Regions from separate parts of the Sus scrofa genome. Here region 2 is linked to region 1. Evidence: chromatin contacts called from public HiChIP or PLAC-seq data. All regions are on one chromosome and are shown on one strand. Each heading gives the region's core, a stretch centred on a gene start, on an enhancer-like site or on the middle of the called end of the contact. The rest is flanking DNA. Distances are from core to core; before and after follow the strand shown.

Region 1 (6,047 bases), core at 3,400-5,899:
GATGTGGAAAATGTCCCCCAAAACGTTTGGAAGGGAGTTAAATAACACAGATGACCGTGAAATCAGGAACCTCGTAGTAGATCTAATACAAATTCACGGGGTTCCCCAAAGTCAATGTAGGCTTTAGGGTCTGGCAGATTGGGTGACCTGCTCAAGAATCTCAGTTCAGCACTGCTCTGAATGCTATGAGGAAGAGAACTCCACCACACACCCTCAGGCATGCATTCATCAATGCCACATGGACCATTCCTACTGGAGATGATAAGCTATTCTCAGCTAAAATTGCACAACCATCCGGTCAACCCAATTCCTGGACTTCTCTCACATGAAGGTTTAAGGTAACATTTGGGCTCCCAAACTAACCCTCACCCATATTCCTCTCCACCTCTGTGGAGATGCCAGAACAGATATCTGAACAAGAATCCAAACATGAGCTTTATTAATAGACTAAGCAACCATCTAAATAGCCCCTCGCCTGAGGTTTAGGCTTCCTGGGAACAGCTGGATTGCAATATGTGGTTTGGCTTCATATCTGCTACTTCAAATTGAGGACAGATAGACCCGATGGGGAAGAAGAGATCTGACTAGGCACCTCGTTGTAGATAGAAAACCTGGAGCAGAACGTGAAAATGCCTGTCCCCCCTCAATACCGTCATTAATATAGGAAGACCCTGCTTTGAGTGTAGAAAGCAAGGAGGAAGTGGCCCTTCCATTGATCAAAAAGCCCATTCCCTTTTTATTTGTTTTACTGGTGGTGGTGGGTTTTGGATTTTTGAGAGACATGGAACATATACTCATTTTCTTCTGAGGAACACAAGCCCAATCTCTCATAATTTGCCAAAAGAAATACCAAGCTCCTGCCATTTGTATTAGCCACTTATTGACTCAAGGGCAGGATCAGGTGGGAGAGTGGAGAAAGTGTCAGGAAGGGCTGACTCTGACTCCATTGTTTGAGAAAAGAAAAGCTCTATCCTTCATTAAAACATGGAAGAGGGGTGTCAATAATTAGTCCCTTCCCCCAAAGGATTATAAATACAGAGGCAGAGAGTACCATTGAGAAAGGCTATCACGCAGTTCCAGAGTAACCGGTCAATGAAATTTAAGGTCAGCAGAGAAGAGCAGGGTATTTTTAAGGTCCTAACACAACTGAACATGCTGTGGAAGATGCCAAAGAAATAAAAGAAAGCGTTCCTATCTTTATAAGGCAGAACGACAAACTTGTGTAAGATTTAACAAGGGAAAAATATAAGAAAAATACAGGCTAATAGAATAATCAAGTTCATATTGTGTGACACAAATTATAATCCTTGTTAGGTTGAGAGGAATAGAAGAAAATTGTGGCACAGAAATGGTCAAGGAAAGTTCTTTAGAGGACGTGGCACTTGACTCAGCCCACGTAGAAAGTGAAGGGAAATCATCACAGATAAAGAAGAGGATAATAATGAGGGCAGAATATGGTGAAAGAGGGAAGACGGAAAACCTGGTCCAGGCAGAGAAGCCAATGATAAGGGCAGTGAGAGAAAACACAGAGTTAAGATGGAGATGGTTGCTGGGGGCCCCGCAAGTCCGGACAAATCATTAAGACTGGATGTGATAAACACTGTGGATTATGACAGACTTTCTAGCACACAGATACCTGCTGAAACAAATAAGGTTACCAATGGGATGGTCTTTGGGCCATGCAACAACATTTGAAGAAGAGGATTCTCAGTCAGGGTCATGCAGTCTCTGGGATTTAGAGTTTTTGGAGCAAACCTCCTACTCCTACGAGGCATTTTATCTTTCCTTTTCTTATGTTATAACTTAGGGGCTGGAAACCTGCTGGAAAGAGGGGGAGTATGCCACATCTCCAGTGACCCTCTCCTCCTGCACAAGAAAATGCCACACTCTTGCTCTGCACCCCTCCTGAGAAGATCTTTCAGTCTGTGGGGTCCAGTCTCAGCTCATGTGCCAGCATCAAGGTACCTCCTGAGAATACTTGTTGAACCCCAGGTTTCCTGAAGCAGAAGGATGACAAATGATCAAGAAGTAACTAGTTAGGTTACGCCACAACCCTGTATGAGTTTGTCCTTAATCCCAGCATTGTCTGTGCCCTGGGAAGCTTGTCAAACCCTACATCCACCATGCCACAGTTCTCCATCAACTCCTTCCCCCGAAAGGAATTCCACCCAAGGGAGTGCATTTGCCAGTCTTCAGTACCTCCTAAAGACATCTTTTTCTATTAACAACTTAAATGAGGTGTTGTTTTCATGCCATCAAATTCACCTGTTCTACATGTAAGATGCATTGATTTTTAGTAAGTTTACTGATTTGGGCAACCACAATCTTCTATGGAACATCTCCAGCACCCCAGTATGATCCCCGATGTCTGCTTTCACCTAACATCTTAATGATACAAGAGTAAGACCAAGACACAGGGGGAAGGAAGGTGAGGAGTGCACTTTATGGGGTGAAAGAACTCAGAGAGATGCAGAGGGGAAAGGCAGGAGGAAGACTTCAGATCATCTCAGAAGATGTTGTTGGAATGCATGGCACGGTGGCCAGTTCTTCATTGCTGCTCCTCAGGGAAAAGCCGTGGGATTACAAAAGCAAACATCCTCTTAACATATGATCCAGCGATGGTGATCCTTAGTAATTACCCAAAGAAGTTGGAAACTTACATCCACACAAAATCCTGCCCATGGATGATCAGAACTTTATTCATAATTGCCCAAACTTGGAAGCAACCAAGACGCTCTTCAGCAGGTGAATAGATAAATAGACTATAGTACATCCAGACAACGGAATGTTATTAAGCACTTTGAAAAAGAGCTATCAAGGAGTTTCCATTGTGGCACAGTGGAAAACGAATCCAACTAGGAACCATGAGGTTGCAGGTTCAATCCCTGGCCTCGCTTAGTGGGTTACAAATCCAGCGTCGCCGTGAGCTGTGGTGTAGGCCACAGATGCAGCTTGGATCTGGTATCGCTGTGGCTGTGGTGTAGGCCGGCAGCTGTAACTCCAATTAGACGCCTATCCTGGGAACCTCCACATGCCGGGCGGTGAGGCCCTAAAAAAAAAAAAAAAAAAAAAAAAAAAAACAGAGCTATCAAGTCATGAAAGGACATGAAGGAAATGTAAATGCGTAGTATTAAGTAAAAGAAGACAATTGGGAAGTGTTGCAGACTATGATTCCAACTATGTGACATTCGAAAAAGGCAAAACTATAGAGACAGGAGAAAGGTCAATGGTTAGGGGTTGGAGGGAGGAGCAAATAAGTACAGCACAGAAAATTTTTAGGGCAGTGTAAATACTTTGTATAATATCACAAAGGTAGATACAAGTCATTATTAATTTGTTCCAACTTCCGCAATATACAATACCCAGAGTGACCCCTAATGTGAATTACAGACTCTGAGTGATTATGATGCACCAATGTAGGATGATCACCTGTGTGACAAAGGTACCACTTTGCTGGAGGATGTCAGTAATGGAGGAGGCTCTGCTTATATGGAAGCAGAGGTCATATGGAAAATTTCTCGATAACTTTCTTTCAATTGTACTGTGAACCTAAACCTATTCTTGAAAAATATTGTCTTTAAAAAAAGCCGTCAGAGTACATGGCCCCGCCAAATGCAGTGCAATTGGTAGCAAAGTGTAGAAGATCCCTTTTCCCAGAATTCCCAATACCTAATGTTGCACTTTGTGCGGGGTTAATACTTAGATGTTTGTTAAATTGAAATGGGTTGGAGGGATGAGGGATTGGAGGGGGAAATCCTTTCTCCAGGGTATTTGTCACCAAGCATCCTTTCTCACCAGTTTTATTTTGGGTGATTACCTCATTCCACCATGTGTTATGTGTCGTCTTAGAGGGACAGTAATTCCAGGGATCCAGGAAGCCATAGAATAAGATTTTCTTCTTTTTCACCCCAGCACATCCAGGGACAAAGGTGTCACTTGGACTCACTTTAAACCAATGACATGAGATCAAAAGAAATGGCACACTGTCTATGGCCACAGCTGTCCTGACCTCAAACAGATTCAAGCTGCTATGAAGCAGGTGTTTGCTTCCTGCTTCCAGGCTTCCAGAGATGCCTTATTCCTACCTGTTCGAAACCCAGTTGCCCATCTCCTACTGATTCTGTGAGTCCTTCCAGTAATCCCTTATTACCCAGATTTGGATTCTGTTGCTTGCAACCAAGAAATCCTAACCACTTCATGCTGTTTAAAAGCAATGGCGATGACAGAGGTGAGAGGTGACAAGGACCTAAATTGGGTAATGGGGTGGCTTCCCCAATAAGGAAATTCAGGGGTAACTATTTTGTGACTAAAGAGAGATTTCGAGGCAGAAAAGGGAGTGAAGTCAAAGTTGATGCCAACGTTTTATACCGCGTGTATTTCTACCAGAAACTGTTTTCGGTCATTTGAACGTTCACCCAGGTGGGCTGAGAAAAGTGGTTGCACGTTTCTTATAAATGGATCAACAGAGCAAACTATTTTAAGACCTAACATATGAGGATGAATAATTTTCACATGCTTTTCACTTCGCAGAGAGAACCACCACCACGGCTTGTGAGGCAGTTGGTCTCACGGCTCAACCTCACGCACGTGCTGCCTGGGCAAGTGAGTCAGTCCCCTCCAAGTGCTGCTTCCTGCTGAATGGAAGAGCCAAGCTTGTGAGTCAGCCCTGCTCGCAGCCAAGAGGCTTTGATTCAGGATTATTTTCTGCCTTACCACACAAGGTTCAAAATGTCCAATCTCTTTTCTCTAGCACTGATGCCCAAATAGTGGCTTCATTAAAAATGTTCATTTTTATATGATACAAATGGACTTATTTACAAAACAGAAACAGTCTCACAGATGCAGAAAACAAACTTACAGTTAGGAAAGGGGAAATGTTGGGGGGGATAAATTAGGAGTTTGGGATTAGCAAATACATACTGCTCTGAGGACCTACTGTAGAGCACAGGGAACTATATTCAATATCTTGTAATAACCTATCATTTAGAACACACGAAAAAGAATATATATGTGTATGTGTGTATAACAGAATCACTTTGCTGTCCACCAGAAACTGACACAACATTGTAAATCAACTATACTTCACTTTTTTAAAATGTTCATTTTTAGAAATCATTGATCCTTTCTGCGCTCCTCCAAAATAAACATATAAATAAATAAAAGAAAGAAAAAGCAACCAAGAACGAGCAAAATGGTGAGGGGTACCATATCACATGTTAATGCTGAATGCCAGCTTCAATGGTTCAATGCCCAGTTTATGATGATGACAGAGCTCAGATGAAATGAGGATAGAAGAAATGTGCTATCACATGAAAACTATTTATGAATTTCCAGGCTGTTTGTCAATGAATAAAAGCTATGATCATTGGATAGATACACATTTTGTTAGTGCTACTTCGAACTGACACTTTGCCAAATTGCTACCATCCTTTCAGGGACGGTGTTTGAGGGAAATCATGACTTAATGGACTAGAGCTAAAAGGCTGGGCAAAAATATCAGGGCAGCAGCCTATTACTAAAGGGCTATGGCATGAAAGCCTTGGAATGCTTGTCAGTTGGAAGGGATCTCTGAGGTCACAGGGTCCAATCCTACTCGCCCGTGCCCTCCCCCGCATCCCCCTGCCCTTCCCCCCGCCCCCCGGCTGAAGCCTGCCAATTAGAACACACTCATAGATAATTTCAATGGTGTTGTATCACATACAAATGCTAGAGTGAGTCTCCTAGTGTTTCACAGACTGGAAATCTGATCCAAGAGCAGGAATAGATTAGCAGAGTTTATCTAGCGTACACATGAATCCTCTCATTGCCCTCTTTAGAGTAGAAATATGTCATTCTAGTTCAGTTTCCTGGGGTCACAAAGATAAGACAATATCTACTTCGATTTCAAACAGAATCCTTTATAGATAAAAGAAGCTTTTCGGTATAGAAAATAAAACGGCTTTTCAAATAGCCTCTCACCACAGTTAGTAATAATTTATGCTTGGTGAACAGGAAAATATGCTGAATTTATTCATTTTACTGCGCACCGCCTGTCGAAAGGGCAAGCT
Region 2 (6,475 bases), core at 2,675-5,174, 740 kb before region 1:
GTAGCTGCTGATTTCACAAAATTTTCTTGGGTTGCAACTATTCATGGAAAAATGAATTAAGGAATTATTTACTGTAGTTGTTGTCTGCCTTTGTGTAAATGTGCTTATAAGATTGAGTTTGTGGGCTCTGGAAACCTTCACAGGGAATTACCTGTCGTTTATTTTTCTTCTTTTCTGTTCAGAAGAGATGTCCTCTTCTTTTCTGCCTACAGGGAACAAATCCTTTCTGTCTTACCAGGCTTTGTGTATCAATGACCTCAACTCTTTTGGATTATGTAAAGTAGTAGTTGTAGTATAAATAATAATGATATCCATTCTTAATTAACTACTTACTATGTTCCTTGGACATAAAATAATAACAATAGCTTCCATTTTATTACCATGTCCCAGACATGGTACCCTTTGTATATTAACTCATTTAATTTTTTTTCTTTTTCAATTTTTTTATAGTGGTAAAATACACATAACAAAAATATACCATCTTACCTATTTTTAAGTATACTGTTAATGACATTTATAAGGTGTGCAAACTGGACTGCTGTTCATGTCCAGAAAGAACTCTTATCTTACAAAACTAAAACTCTATACTCATTTAATCATAATTCCTATTCCCTAATTCTCCCAGCTCCTGGTAACCACCCATTCTACTTTTGGTCGCTCTGATTTTTTTTTTTTTTTTTTTTTAACTACTCTAGGTACCTCATAGAGGTAGAATCATACAGTAGCTGTCTCTCTGTAGCTGGCTTATTTCATTTAGCATAATGTCTTCAAGGCTCATTTGTGTTGTAGCATATGTCAGAAATTCCTTCCCTTTTTAAGGCTGAATAATATTCCACTTAATGTATATACCTCATTTTGCTTACATATTTACCTTTTTCTTCTACACGTCTGTTGTGAATAATACTTCTTTGTACATGGGGGTACAAACTCATTTAATTCTTGCAACCATCTTAGTGGTTAGGAGGTGGAGAGTTTTAATGAGGAAACTGCATCTTAAGGCAGTCAAGTGATTTGTGCAAAATCACATAGCTAGGAAGAGGCTTTTTGGGATGAAAGTTTTTACCCACTGCAGTGGACTCCCAGATATCTTTCTATGTTGGTGCCTTCTCTTTTGCCAATAGATATCTTCACCCCATTTACTATCTATTGATATATAATTAATGGTATCTAATGAAATACCTTTCATACTAATGTTCATAAATGAACAACATATAGTATGTTATTTTATCTTTTAATATTTGTTGCATTTCAGCTGCAAATCAGCTCAGCCTCAAAGTAAAGCTGAAACTCCTTAAAATAGACTCTAAGTCTCCTGATTGTTCCCCATATACTTCTCTTCTACCAGAGGCAACTATCTTTGTTACATATTGGAATTATACTTTTTAGAAAACTTGGAGTGATAGAATGATTTGAATTTGACTTGCTATTTAGAGTATGAGAGATTTCATGAAAGGGAGTTTTGAGTAAGAGTTTGAAGATAATGTATTTTAGGACAAGATAGTATAGTTTTATAGATACATAGGCTTAGCAGTAGGCATGTGCAAATTTCTGAGCAGTGGAGGATGGCAATATGAAAGCAGGACAAGGAAGCTGCAGTTCTGAAGTTAAACATATATCTAGGAGTTAGACAGAATCATTTTATACTATTTGATGAGATTTTTGTTTCCAGTTGCCTGCCTACTTTTTAGCATTCTAGATGGCAAGCACAATTGAGTCTGGAACAGGAGTTTTCTTTCCAAAGCCCATAATGATAGCATCGGTACCATTGTGCTTCATGTAAATAAGGTAAGCAAGTTAAAATTTTAAATCATTGGATGGTTTGGAACAAATTTGCTTTAAGTCTTATTATACACTTGATTATTTGTATTAGTATCATTAATTCTGTGGAGTGGGAGGGAAGAATCTAGAAATTGATACTGGGCCCTGTGTCTTGCCAGATTCTTTTGTTGTGTTGATTTTTAAGCTTTCCATAAAATTAAGTCTTGCAGGTTGAAGGGGGTTTCTTGAGATAGAAACATATATGCTTTGAAAATTATTACTCTCTATTAATAGAATTAGGCATACATGGTGTTTTAGTGAGAAGACTTAAAGGGTTTTCTGAGGTTTAGTGAGAAGACTTAGAGGTAATTTTTTTTAATGGTAGATATCCCGAGGGCTTCTAGATTTATTTGTATTTACCCAAGTTGAAATAAAAGTTAGTCTTTTGACTGATGATTTTTCCATGGACAGAGTTTACCAAGTACCAAACTTAAACAAAGCTTGGATGAATGTAACACATTGGCTGTATAAACAACATATAAAATAAAGATGACTATGCCTAAGTAGAAGACATTTAAATATTGGCAAACTGTTCAAATGTTCAGTGACATGCTTTTGGCCTGCTTTTTTTTTTTCTTTTCTTTTCTTTTTTTTTTTGTCTTTTTGCCTTTTCTAGGGCCTCTCCCTCAGCATATGGAGGTTCCCAGGCTAGGGGTTGAATCGGAGCTGTAGCCGCCAGCCTACGCCAGAGCCACAGCAACTCGGGATCCAAGCCGTGTCTGCGACCTACACCACAGCTCACAGCAATGCCAGATCCTTAACCCAGTGAGCAAGGCCAGGGATCGAACCTGTGACCTCATGGTTCCTAGTCAGATCCGTTAACCACTGAGCCATGACGGGAACTCCTGGCCTGCCATTTAATATACAATTAACGCTCTAAGATCAAAGGCTGGTCAGAAAAGTTTGACCATTAAACTGATGGGGAAGTGTATGGGCTTTGCAACTTAAAATTAAATAATACATGTTGTTTGTTTAAATACTGTTGTGTTTGTAAGTGATCACATAGTAGAATGAAGCTGTGGGCTTAAGGTGAATTTAAGATTATAAAACTTTAATCACATCTGTTTCATGACTTTAAATTGATGTGATAGGAAGATTGAAAAGGATCTAACCCCTTTGAAGAAGTCTGATGTGCTTATAGGATCAATAAATCAAGATAAAAATACCTGTTGGGTTGGAATCTATTATAATGTTGAATGAAAATTTTGATAGTTTTTGATGAAGAGAACTGTGTCATCCCAGTTATGTGAAGAATATGTTAGGACTCTGTCTTCATTTCAGTGATTGTTAAGAGTGGAGATAAAAAATTTTAAAAAGGTTTGGTGGTGGTGATGTTACTGTTTGTGTGCGTATTCTCTTTAATTTGTTACTGTGAAAATAAGAGTGAACTTAATATGAGTTCTTTCTGGGAGGATGAAATAAGGTAAAGTTTCACTTCTCTTTCAAATAGTTTTTGTTTTCAAGGTTGAATTATTATTTGTGTCAGATAAATAGATTATAGCCATTATGTTTGAAAGTAAAGGCTGTGTGTAGGATTACATTGTTTTATCATCAGGTATTGGTCTTTTCGTGGAAGCAGTGCAAACAATGATGTTTAAAGTTATCTGAAGTCTTTCTTCTGAGATTTCTTAGTATATGTTGGTGGACTTTAGGTTGTATTTCCATAGAATTCTAGTCTGAATGATTGTTAGGTTCCCAAGCCTATAAAGCTTGCTTAATTCCTGAGGGGACTCTGTGACACTGATTATTTTGTCTAGGTGGATCAAAAACTTAATGACTTTAAAAAAACTTAATTTTGCTTGATACAGATGTGTCACTAGCCTTCATCAGAGCTTTCTCAGGTTCATTATTGGAACTATGTGAATGAGGTGAAAAGGAGGAAAATGTTTTTTCATTAAAATATTGTAAAATATATATAACATAAATTTCCTTTTTCTTTGAGTTTAAAGAAATGAGGGAAAAATGAGTTAAAGGGGACTTGGATATACTTTGCAAAAGAGATTACCAGAGATAAAATTTGCTGAGCGGTGAGCTAGAGAGAGAAAAAGGCAAAGTGTGCATAAGCACCCATGGCGAAGGAAGAAAGCTGGGGTTTAGCAAGTCAGCTGTTCTTGTTTCATTTTTGGAATAAGCTCTGACAGGTGTTGGTGAGAAGGGGGCAGAGTCTGACCAGCTGCTCTAATGTCAGGAAGGTTTATAATTGTATGTGGGGAAGTGACTCTAAACTGAAATTTCTTTATAAGAAATTTTAATATACCTGACTCTGTATCTATATATCTCTGCAACCTTGAGAATTAGGTTTCAGGGACTGTGTACTAATTCTATTGGGAATAGAAATGAGAGGAAATGTAGCTGGTAGAGAAACAGTAGATATTTGACAGTGCGTTCTTAGGAGGGAAATATACAAAGGGAAGGTAAACTCAGGACTTGACATTATACACTTATCTCTGTTGAAGGACAGGAAACAGATGACATATCTCTTGGCATGATGTTATTATGTAAAATGATGGTATCATGTAACTGTTGGGATTGAGGATAGGTTGGGGGACATTATGGGCGGGTTACGTCATAGGCATATGTAACATACTTGAATTCAGCTGTATATAGCGGGCAAAATGAAAAAAAAAAAAAAAAAAAAAAAGAACCAGCACATCTATTAGCATTATTACATTGACTGTCAGCAGCAGAAATCACCTTTGGCTAATTTAGGCAAAGGAATAAATTGGAAGGCTCTCAGGAGAACCAGTCTCAGAAAATGGCTAGGAATCAAGGGAAGCCAGGCAGCAAGAACCTGAGCCAAGGTCAAGCATAGGAACACTTTGAGTAGGAAGCCACTGTTGGCACTTTGCTGACAATGCCTCTGCTCTCACACTGAATCATTTTTCAGCTATTCCTGTGCTTCACTGTCACTCAAGTTAAAAGTTTTGGGAAGGAGCGTTAGGTTGTCTGACTTAGATCCCGAGCCTGTTTCCAACTTGCTAAGACAAGGAAAGAGAATATCTGGGCCTTTTGGTTTCCAGTGTAAAAGTGAAAATATCCATGTCCATATCCTGTCTGTCACTCCTCCCTAACTTAACTGAACAGGTACTCCTTCCTCTTCCATCGCGCCATAGCTCGGCAAATGCAGGCCTCCCCCTTCCTCCTGCCCAAAGTTTGGAAGTCATCCTCAGCGTCTCTTCCCTCGGCCCTGTAGCCAATCAATAGCACGTTGTCCTGTCAGTCTACCTCTCAAATGTATTGAATGTATCCACTTACCTCTGACTTATCGTTGCCACTGTAGTCCCGCTTGTACTATGGAAGCCTCGTAATTTCTCTGGTCTTCAGATTGGTTCCTACCCTTTAGGAGTATACTTTATGTGAGGGTGAACTCTTAAAAATGCAGATCAGGTTATATTGCTAGTTTGCAGAAAGGCTTTCAGTGGTCTGCTCTTTATTTACCTACTCTTTCTCAGCTCTGGTCCACTCTTTGAAACTGTAGTAGGAGACTCTGCAATCTGCATTTCTCAGACTCCCTTGCCAGCTCGCTTCCTGTTGGAATTTACTGCTGGGAGCACTGGCAGGAATTTGGAAGTCAAGGGAAGGGACTTCCTTTGTTTCTGGTTTCCTTGTCTCTCCAGCAGCCCATGACAACTCTCACTTGGTCTCCAGCTCCTTGTGACATTCCCAGGACTAGCCGTACTGCTCCCACTCATGGGTACCAGCTCTGGACGAGGTGTCCCAGGCAGATGAGTGCTGCCAGTATTTCCTCACCCATTACCCTCTGTCCTCTCCGCACTTAGAGCATCCTCCCTCTGGATCTCCTCCTCCGAAGAGATAGATACTTGAGCTGCAGGGCTCCTCTCCTTAGAGGTCCATTTGCAGTATGGTGCCACTTCCTTAGAGGTTTGAGTCCTCAGCCCCATGGACTTCCCCACCATCTTTCAGACCTCACAGTGCCCTACCTCCAAGCTCTTGGCTCCTGATAACACACCCCTTCTGTTCTGTTCCTGCAGCCCTCTGGGGGGCAGTGCTTCCCAAGTTACTCATCTCTAGATTAACTTCATCTTCCTTTGTTACCTTTTCAGCTTTCCAATATCCATGTAACCTGTTTCCTCTATTATATCTCGTGTGTTTGAATTACCCATGTGGTTTCTGTTTCTCATATCAGGGGCTTTCCACTTTTTAGAATAAAGTTAAAAATAGTTTTCATTAAACACCAAGTTCTTGATTACTTCTCTAGTCTCAAGCCATGCTATACCCCTTTTTTCTATGCTTCTGTATTCTGAATTTTTGGTTGTTTTTGCCAGATCATGTACCTTCTGTTTTTATCTCAAGGATATTGCATCTGGTAGTCTGTGTATACCAAGCCCTGGTTATCACCACACACCTGTCCTCTTTCTCTTTACCCTCCCCCCTTTAGTGGTTGCTTAGTGAACTCCTGCACAGTGCAGGTCAGAGGCAGTATACTGTAGAGGGAGGTGGCTGAGATAGGCTCTTGTCTTGGTTTTAAGGACAGCTTTTCTATTTTGCCAGCTTTTGACCTTGGGCAGGTTACTTAACTTACTGAGGTTTCAGTTTCCTCGTCTGGAACATGGGGATAGTGTTTTTCCCTGCGTGGTAAGGTTGTGGTAAGGCTTAATTGAGTTAATGTAAAGAGCTTTGAATGCTTCTTGGTGCA

Evidence for each region. HiChIP or PLAC-seq counts read pairs in DNA pulled down with a chosen protein or histone mark.
Region 2: a contact with region 1 is called in an H3K27ac HiChIP or PLAC-seq map of skeletal muscle, with 7 times the contacts expected there. The contact joins two enhancer-like sites. A contact is called at or near these places in 2 of 47 Hi-C or Micro-C datasets (fetal heart ventricle and retroperitoneal adipose tissue) and 1 of 2 datasets of contacts at active chromatin or transcription factors (skeletal muscle).

The regions. Positions count from the first base shown.
Region 1 is chr1:56,260,388-56,266,434 of Sscrofa11.1, reverse strand. No RefSeq gene overlaps it. Among named protein-coding and RNA genes, the nearest start is that of TRNAE-UUC, 41 kb to the left of the region's middle. Within about 2 kb of position 4,649, at least 9 of the 83 cell types and tissues checked have an H3K27ac peak or open chromatin away from gene starts, as enhancers often do. A contact at or near this core is called in skeletal muscle, where this site is marked.
Region 2 is chr1:57,001,905-57,008,379 of Sscrofa11.1, reverse strand. The region is part of intron 8 of RNGTT (mRNA-capping enzyme); the gene reads left to right. Among named protein-coding and RNA genes, the nearest start is that of RNGTT, 57 kb to the left of the region's middle. Within about 2 kb of position 3,924, at least 2 of the 83 cell types and tissues checked have an H3K27ac peak or open chromatin away from gene starts, as enhancers often do. A contact at or near this core is called in skeletal muscle, where this site is marked.